Linked DNA regions of Mus musculus: region 2 is linked to region 1. A link is a contact called in public HiChIP or PLAC-seq data. All regions are on one chromosome and are shown on one strand. The core of a region is the stretch at or near the end of the contact, and the rest is flanking DNA. Distances in the headings are between cores, read along the strand shown. Region 1 holds the start of Auts2 (autism susceptibility candidate 2). Region 2 overlaps Auts2 (autism susceptibility candidate 2).

Region 1 (3,229 bases), core at 397-2,896:
CGGCTGAGGTGGACTCTCTGCGCTTCCTCCGCGGGGGTCTGGGCCGGGACGGGGCGGAGGATGGGGGCTTTCCATTGTCTTCCTTGTCGGAGCCCGACGATGAAGCCAGCGAGGGAGCCCGGGTCCGGCCGGCTCCTATACCACCCGCCGCACCGGTTCCTAACCCGGCCCGGGAGCGTCTCTCCCGGTCTCGCTGTGATCGAGACCTCCGCTTTTTCCGGAGTCCATGTCCCCGCGTCGGGCCATCCATGGTTCTTTTAACCGCGCCGGGGATCTTCCCCGTTCACCTACCCGCGCGCCACAGGCTCGGGCCGCGGCCACACACACACACACACACCCCAAGAAGAAAAAAAAAATTGACACCGAGCCCCCCTTCCTCCTGCACGGGCTTTTCCCTCCCGCCGCGAGGAAGGGCGCGGGGGAGAAAGCGGCTGGGAGAAATAAAAAAAAAAAAAAAAAAAAGAATCCGAAGAAGAACAAGAAGGGAGGGCAGGGGGGAAAAGAGAAAGAAAAAAGGGGGAAGGGGCGGGGAGACGGGGAGGGAGGGACGGGGAAGCGAGAGGGCGAAGTGTGGGGCTCCCCTCTGCACCGAGGGTCGGAGATGCCTGCGAACAGCGCCGAGCAAAGTAATGGCTGAACACACAGGTCTCCTTTACAGAGGAAAGGGGGAAAAAAATAACTCACCAAGCAGGCAATAAATCAGAATAGCGGAATGCTTTGATCAAGAGACTGGGGAAGCCCTCCCCGCGGCCATGCTCTCTCCCCACCACTGAAATCGCCTTGCTTCTCCCTTTCTCTAGAGACCCCCCAAAAAATTTTAAAAAAAAAAAAGCCCGAGGTCCGAAAAGGTCACGGTGAAGTGAGGGGTGGGTGGCAATGAACTTCACCCGCCCCCTCGTGCAGGAAAACACCCCACACCTCCGCCTCTCTCACACACTCGCCTCGCAGAAAAACTCACTCCCGGGCTCCCAGTCTTTTTTTAAGAAATGCATCCAAGGGAAGCCAGGGCTGGAGAGCGAGCTGAGAGGGGCGAGACCCCCCAGAGAGGGGAGCATAACCACGCAATCACAAGCGGAGACAGAGGTTGCCCGAGGAAAGGAGGAAGGGAAGGAGGAGGACGCTGAAGCAGTTGTGGGATTTTTTTTTTTCGGTCTTCAAGGGGGGGAGGAGGAGAAAAAGATGAAAGAAGAGAAGAATTGCAAAGCCTGGCGCGTGCCACCGACCCCCTCCTCACATACACATGCACGCACGCACACACACAAATTGTAGATCTCCCCCCACCCCCAGTTCCAGAGGTCACCCTTCTTCCAAAAAAATTTAAGATAAAATTATAAAGGGGGAGGGGGTGAGTCAGTCAACGAGGAAAGCAAAGAGCAGTCTCCAACCCGAGATACACCGGTGTGGTGGCGCCGCCGCCTCTTCTTCGTCTTCTTCTTCTTCTTCTTCTTTTTCGCGTCGCCCCGCCTGAGGAAGAAGCGCTGCGAGATGCCGCTCGCTCTCTCGCTCACTCGCTCGCTCGCTCTCAGCTAACGCTGCCTCAGCCGCCGCCGCCGGAGCCCGGAGCCCGAGGGTGCACGGCGTGTCCCCGGGCGGCTGCAGCCAGAGCCCGGGCACGGCCTCATCCTCCGCCCGCCTCGCTCACACAGCGCCCGCTCCTCCCCCTCCGGCCGGCCCACCGCCGCCGCCCGCCTCGGCCCAGCCCCGCGCCCGCCCGCTTGCCGTCTCCCTCTCCCTCTCTCTCTCTCTCTCCCCCTCTCTCGCACGCGCGCTCGAGCTCGCTCACCGGCGAGCGCTCTGGAAGACCGCCCTCTTCGCGCCTCGCTCTGCGCGCGCTCCCGAGGACCGCCCTCCTGGCTCTGCACGCGCTCCCGAGAGCTACCCCCTCCCCTCACGCCTCACTCGGCGCGCTCCCGAGGGCCGCCCCCCTTTCCCCCTTCGCGGACTCCCGAGAATCTCTCACGCCTCGTTCTCTCTCCCCCTCCCCAAAACCCCCGGCACCACGGGGCGCGCTCCCGAGGGCCGCCCCTTCCACTCAGGCACCACTAGCTGCGCGCTCCCGAGAGAAGCCCCTCCCCTCGCGCCTCTCCCCCCCCCCCGCTCTCTCCCACGCGCGTCCCCGTCCCCCCTCCTCCCGCGCGCCTCGGGCCGGGCTAGATCACGTGACCCGCCCCCCTCCCCTAGTTGTAGAGTGTGTGGAAAGCAAAAAGGCTGAGGGGCTGGCCACCGCTCCACGAGCCCAGGGCATGCGCGCTGGGGCGGCCGGGCCTGCGCACTTGGGGGCGGAAGGGGTCTCCAGAGGCTGTGGGGGGTGTGTTGGAGGGGTCGGTCACAGGCCGGTGTGGAGTTGAAGTTCGAGGGCTTGGAGGCTGCCCCAACATCCCGCCAAACGCACGGAGGACTCGCGCGCGCACGCGTAGCAGGCACCTTTCTCCGGACACTTGCTCCCGGAGTGCCTTATCTCCTCCACTCCTGAAGCTCTTGCTGGCTCAACTACTCTGAAGTACCTCTAGGTGTTTTGCCCGCGCGCAAGCGCGCGCCCGGTGCAAAAAAAAAAAAAAAATTTTTTTTTTAAATAAAAAGTGCTTGCAGCGCGGGGAAGTGCAAAGTATGGACCCAAAGAGGTTGCACTTTGGGGACAAGAAGAGTAGTCAGTCTAGTGCTGCGTCCAGGCTCATCAAGCAAGAGTTGGAAACTTTCCCCCGACCCCCTACTCTGCGTGGTAGAACACTGAATGCCAGAGTGCCCCTGAACCCAGGCGACCCCCGCCCGGCCAGCACTTTTGGTCTCTCTGTGGGAGACACTTTGAGGAGGCGCTAGCCGCTTTGGAGCAGCCAGACACCGGGAACTTGAACCTGGAGCAAGGGACTGAGTAGCTCGGGGCCGTCCCAGTCTGAGGACTCCAAACCGCCATCCCCCTCGCTGCAGACTTCGCTTACTGCTTAGCTGCAGGAGGATGGAGCAGAGGTGGCTTCCCTACGTTTTCCACCACGATGTAACGGATGCTTATAAAAAGTTGTATTAAAGAGCTGACTACAGCCCAGAATCGATCAACCAAAGCGACCAGCCTCTCTGGATAAAATAGCTGTGCGTTTTTTCAAGGCACTTGGAATTGATCTATACTCACCGACAGTCTTCTCTCAGCAATCTCTTAGTTGCTTCTCTTTCTGTCCAAGCACATAAACACTGTGGCACATCACCCCTCACCCCTAGCAACCCACACTTGGCATGA
Region 2 (3,229 bases), core at 435-2,934, 230 kb before region 1:
ACATAGTAAGTCATTGACTATTGGAAGTGCCTACCTCATCCAAGAGTTTTCGTGATAAAGCCCTATATTATACAGTTAAAACTCTTCAGTGTGCCTCCAGTGGGTAGAAAAGCAAGAGAGAAGAACAGATCCTAACAGAAATAACCTTTCCCCTGTTGCAATCCTAATTATGGCAAAAAGAAATAAAAAAAAAAAAAGTGATTCTGAACCTCATGCCCTTAACTAAAGCCAGAGTCTAATTGATGCTCCATGCGGGTTTCTCAGAAGCCAGAGGAAAAGCTGAACCAGGGGCTCTTCTACCCCAAACTTTAGCAATTAAATTTTTGCTTTTTTATTTGGTTATGCTGCCTAGTAATACGTTCCTGTAAAATAGGAACTTCACCAGCAGAAAGAATTGTATAAATCAGTGATTCGGCCATGAAACAACTGGGGTTCAACACAGCTTGGTGACTCAGAACAAGGGGCACAGCAATGGGAAAGGAGAGAGCAATAGACGGGGAGTGACTGCATTGCAGGGACGAAGCCTTGGATTTGCTCTTCAACACTACACAACGCAGACTAGGTGGGCCAGGTCTCCATTTCTAAGAATCACAGGGGAAGGAGGAAGGATTAAGAGTTAAAGGTCATCAGCAGCTACACCACAAGGTTGAGGGCAGCCTGGGCAGAAACAGTCACTAAACCACAACAACAAACAGCAATAAAAACCCAAATATACTTGCAACTAGATAGCAAAGTTTCTGACAGCACTGGTGATAGAAACTTCTCATTTGCTATGTCAAGGTATTTTCTTGGGAGAAAAACAAAACAAAACAAAACTCTTAACTATCTGTGCCGTGAATAGCTGCGATTTATCAACAATACCACCATATCAACCCCTTTAGTCACATTTCTTACCTGTAAAGTAATTACACCATCTCTTAGCTCATATCACCACGAGTGTACACTTCCAGTACTGGCTACCTACCCACTTCTGCAAAATGCACAGAATACAGATGATTGGATGTGTGCAGAGGGCTAGAGAGATAACTCAATAGCCCAGAGCAGGCTATGCTCTTGCAGAGGATCGGTGTTTCAGTTCTAGCACCTCTGCTGTATAGCACACAACTGTCTGTTACTCCAGACCTAGTCGATATTATACCTTCTTCTTGCCTCTGCGCACGCGCGTGCGCACACACACACACACACACACACCAGGAAAGAAAACAAAAGGGGGCAATCTAGTACAGAGCATTAGATTCAAGAAAAGACTGAGTCCCCTGTTCAAAAATGATACACAGAATAAATAGTATAAGAGAAGCTACACATCCCAGGGAGCCTGACTTGCAAGAATCCATTTTATGCCAGATTTAACCAGTCAAAGTTAAATGGAAAGCATGTGTATTATTAATAAAAGGCTCAGTAACACTTTATTCCTTATGCTAAAGCACAATCGATGAAGCCAGAGAGAGCGGAGAGCTTTTAAAATACACCATGTGGTCCCTTAACAAACATGATGCCTCTTGATGAACACTTCTCGGCTGGTGTCCCCGACAAATAAGTAAGAATGCACAGCAAATTGCTACATGCGAATAGCAAGCCCCCATTTTCTTCTCTGACACAAATGGCTCAGCAGTGACTCATGGCAGGACCAGGAGGCAGGGAAAGGAGGGGCAGGCAATTGCAGACTGCTCTCAGTGGGACAGTTAGGAGGATAATGAAGCAGGAAGCAGCTGGAATCATCTCAGGCCTCCTGAGTAGCATAAAGAGAACAAAGGTAACCAGGAGAGAAACATCGAGATTCAAAGCCTGTCCATACCAAGTTCTAGGTGGATAATGCCCTCTATACATCTAGAGGCTGGGAAAAGTGCTGCTGTCTGCAGAAGAGGTTTGTTGTAAAGAACAAAGGACTGTTGATGTGGTTATCCATCATCCCTGTAGCTCCTCCATCACCAGGACTGCTACACGAGCTGTGTATATATTTGTCCCACACAACCTTCATAACAGTTGGATGGATTTGGGATACGTTATGGCTGTTTGCAGATGACACAGTGAGTCAAACCTTCACCCTTTTAGGACTCAGGCTGTCATCTCAGGCCAGATGCCTTATTCACCAAGAAGGCTTCCTTAACAACTTAAAACACAGTCAAGTTTTCCAGGGGGTTTCAAGATGGTACTTGTAGTTTGAATGTAAAACGACCTCTGTTGGTTCATGTGTTTGAACACTTGGTCCCCAGCTGGTGGCACTGTTTGGGAAGGCTGTGGATTTTTAGGAGGTAGAGCCCTAAAGGAAGAGGTCAGTCACTAGGGGAAGGCCTTGAGGCTTTGTAGCCTGACCTCACTTCCTGTTAGCATTCTGTTTTCTAACTATGGTTTCAATGTGACTAACTGGTTTCCTGTCCCTGTTTCTAGAGTCATGTTTTTCTAGCCATAATGGAATGGGTGACTCTCTCAAACTTTAAGTCGGAAAAAATTCTTTCCCCGTAACTAGCATTCCTTTATTTTGTTTTTTGTTTTTTGTGTTGTTGTTTTTTGCTTGTTTGGTTGGTTGGTTGGTTGGTTGGTTGGTTTGGGGGGGGGGGTGTTTGTTTGGTTTTGGTTTTGTTTGTCAAGACAGGGTTTCTCTGTGTAGCCCTGGCTGTCCTGGAACTCACTTTGTAGACCAGGCTGGCCTTGAACTCAAGAAATCCGCCTGCCTCTGCCTCCCAAGTGCTGGGATTAAAGGCGTGCCCCAAAGCAGCTGTCACACAACTAACACCAACATTTATTGTGCTAAAACTGATTTTCCTGCCATTTCCCCAAACTACAGTGAGCTCAACACAGAAATGATGGATACCGTCCTATAGTTGCTGTCAACGTTATGGCCAGCAACACTCATTTCCTCTAAGTGAAGAATGATTGCTAATGTGATTATTAATATTTTTCTAGGATCTGAAGTCTTTGAACTAATTATAACAGAGAGCTCATGAAAGTAGAAAGTGAATACCAGTTTCCTGAACACCTATGGGTTACACCTCTGTCCTTGACCCTAAGGAGCTTATCAGGTAATTTAGAGTCATCAGTAGGTATCAACTAGAGTGATCTAAGAATCCACTTCATAAAGACAGATTAGATGAGAGCTTTTAAATGAAGGTGTAAAGCTGGAAGGGGGAGGAGTCGAGTCACCAGGGAAGGAATTATCAAGAGTACTTGAACTGTTAGTGTTCTCATATCCAGAGTCTATCATACAATACTGCAGTGTGTGTGTGTGTCT

Evidence for each region. HiChIP or PLAC-seq counts read pairs in DNA pulled down with a chosen protein or histone mark.
Region 2: an H3K4me3 HiChIP or PLAC-seq map of neural progenitor cells shows a contact between it and region 1, with 13 read pairs. The contact joins the enhancer-like site here to the promoter of Auts2 in region 1. A contact is called at or near these places in 2 of 484 Hi-C or Micro-C datasets (the HL-1 cell line and liver), 13 of 115 datasets of contacts at active chromatin or transcription factors (craniofacial prominence, embryonic basal ganglia, embryonic forebrain and 8 more) and 2 of 9 other capture datasets (adipose tissue and liver).

What each region holds. Positions count from the first base shown.
Region 1 is chr5:132,541,574-132,544,802 of GRCm38.p6, forward strand. Auts2 (autism susceptibility candidate 2) reads right to left here and starts at 1,647. Exons shown (of 20, transcript NM_001363480.1): 1 at 1-1,647. The coding sequence starts at 250.
Region 2 is chr5:132,312,852-132,316,080 of GRCm38.p6, forward strand. All of the region lies in intron 1 of Auts2 (autism susceptibility candidate 2), which reads right to left. Among named protein-coding and RNA genes, the nearest start is that of Auts2, 230 kb to the right of the region's middle. Within about 2 kb of position 1,685, at least 10 of the 459 cell types and tissues checked have an H3K27ac peak or open chromatin away from gene starts, as enhancers often do. A contact at or near this core is called in neural progenitor cells, where this site is marked.